2 separate regions of the Mus musculus genome follow, and region 1 is linked to region 2. A link is a contact called in public Hi-C data. All regions are on one chromosome and are shown on one strand. The core of a region is the stretch at or near the end of the contact, and the rest is flanking DNA. Distances in the headings are between cores, read along the strand shown.

Evidence for each region. A called contact is a pair of places that touch in the nucleus more often than the background predicts.
Region 1: a Hi-C map of bone marrow-derived macrophages shows a contact between it and region 2, with 72 read pairs. The contact joins two enhancer-like sites. A contact is called at or near these places in 1 of 39 promoter capture datasets (embryonic stem cells), 10 of 15 datasets of contacts at CTCF or cohesin (CD8 T cells, the G1E-ER4 cell line, the NIH/3T3 cell line and 4 more), 82 of 484 Hi-C or Micro-C datasets (the Ba/F3 cell line, the C2C12 cell line, CD4 T cells and 43 more), 22 of 115 datasets of contacts at active chromatin or transcription factors (CD8 T cells, T-cell acute lymphoblastic leukemia, bone marrow-derived macrophages and 9 more) and 1 of 9 other capture datasets (embryonic stem cells).

What each region holds. Positions count from the first base shown.
Region 1 is chr17:80,178,765-80,182,748 of GRCm38.p6, reverse strand. It overlaps Galm (galactose mutarotase), which reads right to left. Exons shown (of 7, transcript NM_176963.4): 5 at 1,047-1,188. Among named protein-coding and RNA genes, the nearest start is that of Gm51284, 14 kb to the left of the region's middle. Within about 2 kb of position 2,563, at least 1 of the 459 cell types and tissues checked has an H3K27ac peak or open chromatin away from gene starts, as enhancers often do. A contact at or near this core is called in bone marrow-derived macrophages, where this site is marked.
Region 2 is chr17:80,006,534-80,010,656 of GRCm38.p6, reverse strand. No RefSeq gene overlaps it. Among named protein-coding and RNA genes, the nearest start is that of Gm22215, 25 kb to the left of the region's middle. Within about 2 kb of position 1,641, at least 44 of the 459 cell types and tissues checked have an H3K27ac peak or open chromatin away from gene starts, as enhancers often do. A contact at or near this core is called in bone marrow-derived macrophages, where this site is marked.

The DNA of each region.
Region 1 (3,984 bases), core at 1,314-3,813, 170 kb before region 2:
GTTTCTTTGTATAGCCCTGGCTGTCCTGAAATTCACTCTATAGACCAGGCTGGCCTCAAATTTAGACATATGCCTGTCTCTAACTCCTGAGTGCTAGGATTAAAGGCCTGTGCCAACACTGCCTAGCCTGGGTTTGTACTTCTTTTTTGTTTTTTGTTTTTTGAGACAAAGTTTCTCTGTATAGCCCTGGCTGTCCTGGAACTCAATTTGTAGACTAGGCTGGCCTCGAACTCAGAAATCCGCCTGCCTCTGCCTCCTGAGTGCTGGGATTAAAGGCGTGTGCCACCACGCCCGGCTTGGGTTTGTACTTCTTGTCAAAGGGATATAAAGGCCTGTGTCACACAGTCTTAAGCCAGTAGGCAAATCATATAGAAATCATGTAAAGTATGTTGTTGGACTGGTGAGATGGCTCTGCCAATACAAGCTTGAGAATACATTTCTGAAAGATATTCTCTCTCTCCCCCTCCCTCCCTCAATCCCTCCTTCTCTCTTTCCCACCCTCCCCCTAATACACACTAATAATATAACAAAAAAATTTAAAAGCAAAATACATTGTCAAACAAGAGGCTGGAGAAAAATGTTTCGGAAGAGGAGGCCCAGGATCTGAATCAATGGGGAGACGGTGGGAAGCGCTCCTTGGGTAGGGGTGGGGAGGACAGGAGCCTGATGTACACACAAGGAAGGTTTCCTGAGCAGGGGAGCCTAAGAGGCCCCTGTTCCCAGAGCTCCAAGGAGGAAAGGTACAGGAGGAAAGGACCAAGGGCTCTGGAGTTTAGAGAAGGCAGGGGGACCAGAACAGGAGATTTGGGCCTCAGAGAATTAGAGAAAAGGGGCTTATAGTCTAAGCAGAGATGAAAAGCCAGGGAGCATTCTGGGTAAGGTGACAGGAAGGATGTGAGGTTGGGGGAGGACGGAGCCTACAATGGGGTGTGGCATTTGACCTCTGTTCCCGTTAGGCGCTATTGAAACCGCCACAGGGAATGCTCCTCAAAATAAGACCTGCAGTTTCTCCTCCCATGGAGAGACACTAAGAACCAAGTCCCAACCTTGCACAAAACTTCTTTTCTTTTGACTCCTTCAGACAGAAATTATGGTCGAAACCATGGATGTGGTAATCCTGCAGGTGTGTTCCAAGCTCCACTGGCTTTCTCAGGTCGAAGGCAGTTCCTTCCACTGGAGCAATGACTCCTGGGAAGAGATTGGAGAAGACAAAGGTGGTTACAACCAAGACCAACGCTTTGGATACGCTGTCCTCATGACACTGGTTCGATTCTCTCAGCCTTTCTTTCAATTTGTAGAAAAGATGGGAGCCTGGATCCCAAGGATGGGAATGAGCTGTTGGGTTCCCTGATCAGAATACAGAATTGGTTGCCAAATGCTGCATCTAAAACAACGTAACATGGACAAAAGGGGTGGGCTGTAGCTCTATTGGCAGAGTGCTTCCAAAGGACATAAGAAACGCTGTGCTTAATTCCCTAGAACCGCAAACAACTAACTACATGGGGCATTCTACATCGTACCAGCACATAGGAGGTGGAGGCAGGAGGATCAAAAGTTCAAGTGTGCTGATTGTGGTGGCACACATCTTTAATCCCAGCACTCAGCAGGCAGAGAGGCAGGAACTCTGGGAGTTCCAGGACATCGAGGGCTATGCAGAGAGACCCTGTTTCAACCAAAACAAATAAGACAGACAGACAGACAGACAGACAGACAGAGATCTTGTCTCTAAAACAAACACAACCCATAAAAGTACTTAAACAAAAATTCTAAGTTGGGGAGATGGTTTAGAGAGGTCCTGAGTTCAAGCCTTCGGAACCCATATAAAACTGGATTCAGTAGCATTCCATGTTGGCTAAGTTTCCTCTACCATAGGACACAGCTGAGGCTTTTTTATGGTCTCAGCTATGGTAAAATGTTTGTCTTGTTTGGTTTTTGAGACAGGGTCTCTCTATACCAGGCTAGCCTCTTCCTCTCATGCTAGGACCAAAGGTGTAGACCACCATGCCCTACCCATGTTCCCTTTTGAGGCAGTGTCTCTTACTGGCCTGGACTTGACTAGTCTAGACTGGCCCAGTGAGTGCCAGGGTCTATGAGTTCTGCCTGCCCAGTCCTGTGCCATTTTGACTGTTTTGTTTTTTGTTTTTTCCTCTGTATATTGCCCCCCACCCCCAGGCTTCCTATTCCTTCTTGGGAGAGCCAACCCTGCCTTCCTTTTCACAACTCTTAGTCTTAGGTTTCTTTTTTATTTCCATATTTTTTTATTGGGTATTTATTTCAATTACATTTCCAATGCTATCCCAAAAGTCCCCCACTCGCTCCCCTACCCACCCACTCCCACTTCTTGGCCCTGGCGTTCCCCTGTACTGAGGCATATAAAGTTTGCACGACCAATGGGCCTCTCTTTCCACTGATGGCCGACTAGGTCATCTTCTGATACATATGCAGCTAGAGACACGAGCTCTGGAGGGGTATTGGTTAGTTCATATTGTTGTTCCACCTATAGGGTTGCAGATGTTTCTATCCCTTCGAATAGAAGGTAAATGCGCCTGCTTCCCAGGAGGTGGCGCTAGAAGCACAGGAGCAAGCACATCTGCTGTGCACGTGCCAATCAGTCCTCTGCATCCTGATTAGTTCTGGGAGAATTAGTAGCTAATTTTGGATCTCAAAGGCCAAATCCTAGATGGTGGGGATCCACTGGGTACATGGTGGGGATCCACTAGGTATATACATATATATATATATATATATATATATTTTTTTTTTTTTTTGTAGCATTTAAGTATACTCAAGTCAGTTTGTGGAGAAGCTTACCAAGATACATGTGGCCATCTTAAGTTTCTATATTTCATTCTTTTTGCAAAATATTTATCAAGGTTTTCACTATACAATTGTTCAATTGTCATTTTGGTTTTGGAAGTCCTTTATTGTAAATCACACACATATAATATTTAAAACACACATGTGTCTTATGTTATATTTATGTTATATGTGTTTATATTATTTATCTATAATTATAGATATATCTATACTTATCTCTATCTAGCTATGCCTATCTCTTTATATCTGTCTATAATTATAATAGACACAGTCTATAATGTAATTAATTAACTAATAGTTAATTATATACTATCTATCGTGTAGTATTATGCTCTGACTTTTCAGTAATTCACTATGAAGAACAGGCTGGCCTTGAACTCACAGAGATCCTATGGCCTCTATTTTCCAGTGCTGGGATGAAGGGTGTTCACTGCCATGGCTGACTGTAGAGATGATTTTTCTGTCTGAGGACAGACAGCAGCCGTGATGGTCATTCTTTATCTCTATGTATTCGGGATACATTTCATTTCTCCTTGAGATAGAGTTTTCCACTTTCTGGACTTCTGGGTAATTTTTTTCCCCAAAGATTTATTTATTTATTATATGTAAGTACACTGTAACTGTTTTCAGACACCCCAGAAGAGAGCATCAGATCTCATTATGGGTGGTTGTGAGCCACCATGTGGTTTCTGGGATTTGAACTCAGGACCTTCGGAAAAGCAGCCAGTGCTCTTAACTGCTGAGCCATCTCTCCAGCCCCTGGTAATGTTTTTATTATTTCTGTGGTGACTGGTGGGCCTCTGATACAGCAGCAAACCTGAAGACAGACTTTCTTTACAATGAACCCTGTGAAATTATGGAAGAGTTGGAGGGCAGCCCGCTGATTTCACAGCCTGTGAGTCACAGGGTTCAGGACTCTCTTCTGTCAAGGAATCTTTTTTGTTTGTTTGTTTGTTTTGTTTTGTTTTGTTTTTTTGAGACAGGGTTTCTCTGTGTAGCCCTGGCTGTCCTGGAACTCACTCTGTAGACCAGGCTGGCCTCGAACTCAGAAATCTGCCTGCCTCTGCCTCCCAAGTACTGGGATTAAAGGCGTGTGCCACCCGGCCTGCCAGGAAATCTTATTAGTAAACATGTGGCTTCACGCTACCCAGATGTCTGCTGTGGGAC
Region 2 (4,123 bases), core at 392-2,891:
GTTAATTGTGTGTGAGTGTGTGTGTGTGTGTGTGTGTGTGTGTGTGTGTGTGTGTTTTACGGAGGATAAGAAGCCTTGTAAGTCTCCTGCATCTGTGGCTGTGGAGCCTCTCCGAACCTTTTATCCATGCTTGCCCTTGGATTAGAAAGAATCCCTTTCCCTTTGAAGCTTCCATCTCAGGACTAGAGGACTCTATGGATCACCTCCCAATTCTTCAACTTTCTGGCAAAACGCACGAGTGTTTTTAAACAACTCCTGTGGGTGTCTAAACCCAAAGCTCCAAGCCGCAGGGATAGAGAACACCTTTCCCACTGTATTATAGACCTTCCCGCTGCCTTTCTATTCAAGGTTGCTATACAAAGGTTTGACTTCAAGGCCTGAAACGAGCGCTCCCAAGTGCTGCCGCATAGCGGACCAGACAGATGGGACAGTGTTTATGAGGTTGTCCTCCGTTACCTGACACCAGTCTCCACGGGAATTAGCAGAAAGCAACTCGAATTTCAGAGGACATATTTCTGTCTGAGGTCGAGCTCTCTTCTCTCTCCAAGGACCTGTACCACATCCTCCCACAAATAAGCCTTGTTATGTAATGACCTACACAGAAAGTACAGCTTCCCCGGGGATGCGCGGAGAACTGCGCAGCGCCTAAGGGGACAGCGAGGCTTCTAACAATTGAACAGGGCTCACTGCTGATCAGGAGCCAACCCCCCCCACCCCCACCCCCGTCTCTGCAGAGTGCTCTTTGGAACTGTTCTCTTCCTCCTTAGCTTTCCCTTGTGCATCTTGCAGTTTCTTCAATATTCAAGGTGGCCGCGCACAAAACCTACAGGCTCTCTCTCTGCCTCCTTTTGTCCTGGGCCTTTTACCCATAAACTCAGTGCTGCAGGTCGCCTCTTCATTCCATTCTCCTGGGACTGATCTTAGCTAGGGTTCTACTTCCAGTGCTTGTGTGCACCGCGCTATCTAATGTGGAAACGGACTCATTTAGTTATTTCCAAACCCGAGGAGAGAGGGCCAGAAGGGACCTCATGTTCCTTACCGAGGCCTCTGCATAGCGCCACATCCGTTCTCTGTAACTATGGATTCTGATATTGGGAACTTCCCATGAAAAGGGAGGTGGTTGGGGGGATAAGGAGTCATTAAGCACCTCAGATTATGTGTATTATACTGGACCAAAGTTCTCCATAAACTAAAACCGGAATTCGATGCTATCGTGCTCACAAACTCGAGCATTGGACTCTACATCCATGACTGAGACCAGTACTAAACTTGAGAATAAGTTCATGGACTACCTGAGGCCTGCTTAGTAATACTTCATGTTTTCTTTCGTTCCTCATTACACTAGCCATTGAAGAATGATATGTTTTAAGTATTTTATTTTGCTTTTAAAGACAAAGTCTTTCCACGCAATTCATAATGGCCCTGGAACTTGCTCTGTATGTAGTACAGGTTAGCCTCCTGCCTCAGCCTCAGCTCGGACTACAGATATGTGCCACACTCCCCCCTGCCCTCCGACTGAGTATGTGATAGTTTGAGAACTATTATGCTAGCTTTTTCTGTGGTATTAAACGCTGGCTCTCAGCCATTGAAACTCCAGTGTGTGTAACACTAACACCTGGCAAAGCGCCAACTTCCTAAATGCCTGCTGACAGTCATTTGCAAAGCATAGGAAGTGTTCTGTTGACTGTTAGAGTGAGGAGCTGGGAGACATAGGGCCTAGGTTTCTATTTTCAGCTCAGATACCAACGGAATAATAAACAACCACAGGGGGTTCCTTCCCTGAGGTCTTGAGACCAGGAATGAGGAAACATATAGAAACAAAGACGTTTCAAGTGCCCGACATTAATCCGCAGTCTTTCTGGAGAGCAGGGCTGTGATTTCTGGGTTTAGGGTTTTCACTAAGGTGAGAGGTGACAGGGCCTCCATTTCTTCATCTGTGAAATGCAGAGGTTGGCCTGGATGATCTCAAATGTCACTGGCCACTGGAGGATCAGGGACTTCAATCCTGACCTCTCTCCCAGGGTTTTGGCTTGTTCTTCCAGTTCTTCAGAGATCTGATTCTATTCTTCAGCCGGCAGCCTCAGTTTGGGCAGCCATTCTCTTTGATGTGTCTGAGGAGCTTGGGGAAAAAAACAGCAGGTCACAGAACATAGAACAGACAAAATCCGAGGCCACCTGTGGCAGAACCTTGGCAACCTTCCAGAGAAGAGGTGAGCATTTCAAAATCACATCTGTTATCAGGGAAAATTTACAATGTTTCAACTAAGCCCCATTGTGGGTTTTTACCTGCGAAAAGAGAAACAAAACCCAAACCATTCTTTTGAAGAAGACACTAGCTGACCTTCCATGCAGCATAGCATAGAGAAGAGGCTGCTCCAAGCTCCTGTCACTGTTGCTATTATTGTGTAAATATTGATCTTTATTATTTTAAAATTTGATCTTTATTATGTTTGAATTTAAAAAAAAAAGAAATAAAAGGAGAACATGACTGGAAATATAAGCTAGAAATAAAAGGAAATAAACAGCCAAAGGTAGAGACATCTGGCAAACTCCAGAGTGAACAGGCCATGCGAGGATAGGGGGAGGGGAAAAGGAGCAAGACGGGTGGCCTGCGGTAAGAGTCTGGCCAAGAGACTGGTGTAGCCAAAATGGCTGAGTTATATAGGTGCCAAAGGAACTATCCAGAGGGAAGCCGGGAGTTCGGGATAGAGGGACAGGTATGCTAGGCAGGAGGATACTATAACTATAACAGGTCGGGACCAAGGGATGCTGGGAGAACCTGGGGGCCAGCATCAGCTTTGAAGTGTGTTAATAAGTATGGTAGCTACTTGTGTGGGGTTTGAGCCTTAACAGTTTGTGTGTGTGTCTGTGTGTGTCTGTGTGTCTGTGTGTCTGTGTGAATGAATGCTGTGTGTCTGTGTGTGTGTGTGTGTGTGTGTGTGTGTGTGTGTGTGTGTGTCTGTGTGAGTGAATGCTGTGTGTTTGTTGCTCTGCCTCTCAGACCAGGCATGTATTAAAGGAGTCTGACAGCTTCATAGTAGTGTCTCCTTTAATACCTTTCTTTTAGTCCTAGGCAGAGACAAGCTGCTCTCTGAGTCGGAGGCCAGTCTATAGCACAAGCTCCAGGCCAGCCAGGGCTACATGGAGAAACCCTGTCATAAAAAACCCCAAAACCAAACCAAACCAAACCAAACCAAACCAAACCAAGCCAAGCATAAGTAATTTGGCAAATCGATGGTGTACAGTATCTCCTAGAGATACTGATCTTTCTTCCTTTGTACAAGAAAGACCATGTTTCATGTTCTAGGAGTATATTTCTGTTTAGGCCTCTCACAGGACTGGTCACATCTCGCGTGTGTGTTTGGTTTCAGACCCTGGGACAAGGGACTGAGGTGCATATTTTTGCACATCACAGCAGACCTGGCCTCCCAGCATCCCTCACTCGATGCCTGGCATACCCTGCCCCTAACCCTGAACTTTCCAGCGCAGGGGCTAGGCCGCCCTTCCCCAAGATGTTCTTCTCTATATAATCCAGAGACTTGGTTTCCTCCATTCTCTCTCTCTCTCTCCTCTCTCCTCTCTCTCTCCCCTCTCTCTTTGCCTGCTCGCTCTTTCTTTTTCTCTTTTCCTACCTCCCCTCCCTTCCCATAGCAACTTCCCTGACCTTCGGGCCAGTGAACTCACCCACCCTAGAGCAGCCTCCAAGTACAACTGCCTTTAAAATGTAATCCAGGCTGGCTAGAATGGGCTCACTTCACCAGCAGGGAAGCACTCTATCACCATCCATCAGCTTTTCCCTTAATTTTCTTCTTCAAAGGCTTTTCCTGTTCATACTGTATTTCTCTAGGGACAGGGAGTCGTCCCTGGCTGACCTCATGGAAAGAGACAGCTTTGAGGAGTGGAGGTGGACACGCTGGACCTTACTGAAAGCAAGAAGAGGAAGCATTTCTGAGAAGATGGGTCAGTGGTTTGTGTGCCAGACGCCAGGCCAGGTGTTTAGAGGATGAAACAGAGATGGGCATGGTCACAAAGACCAACAGTACAAAGGCAAGGTCACTCTCATGACCACAGCAGAGAAGAGCAGGCACTTTACATGTAAATAACAATCTGCGGACTCCTCTAA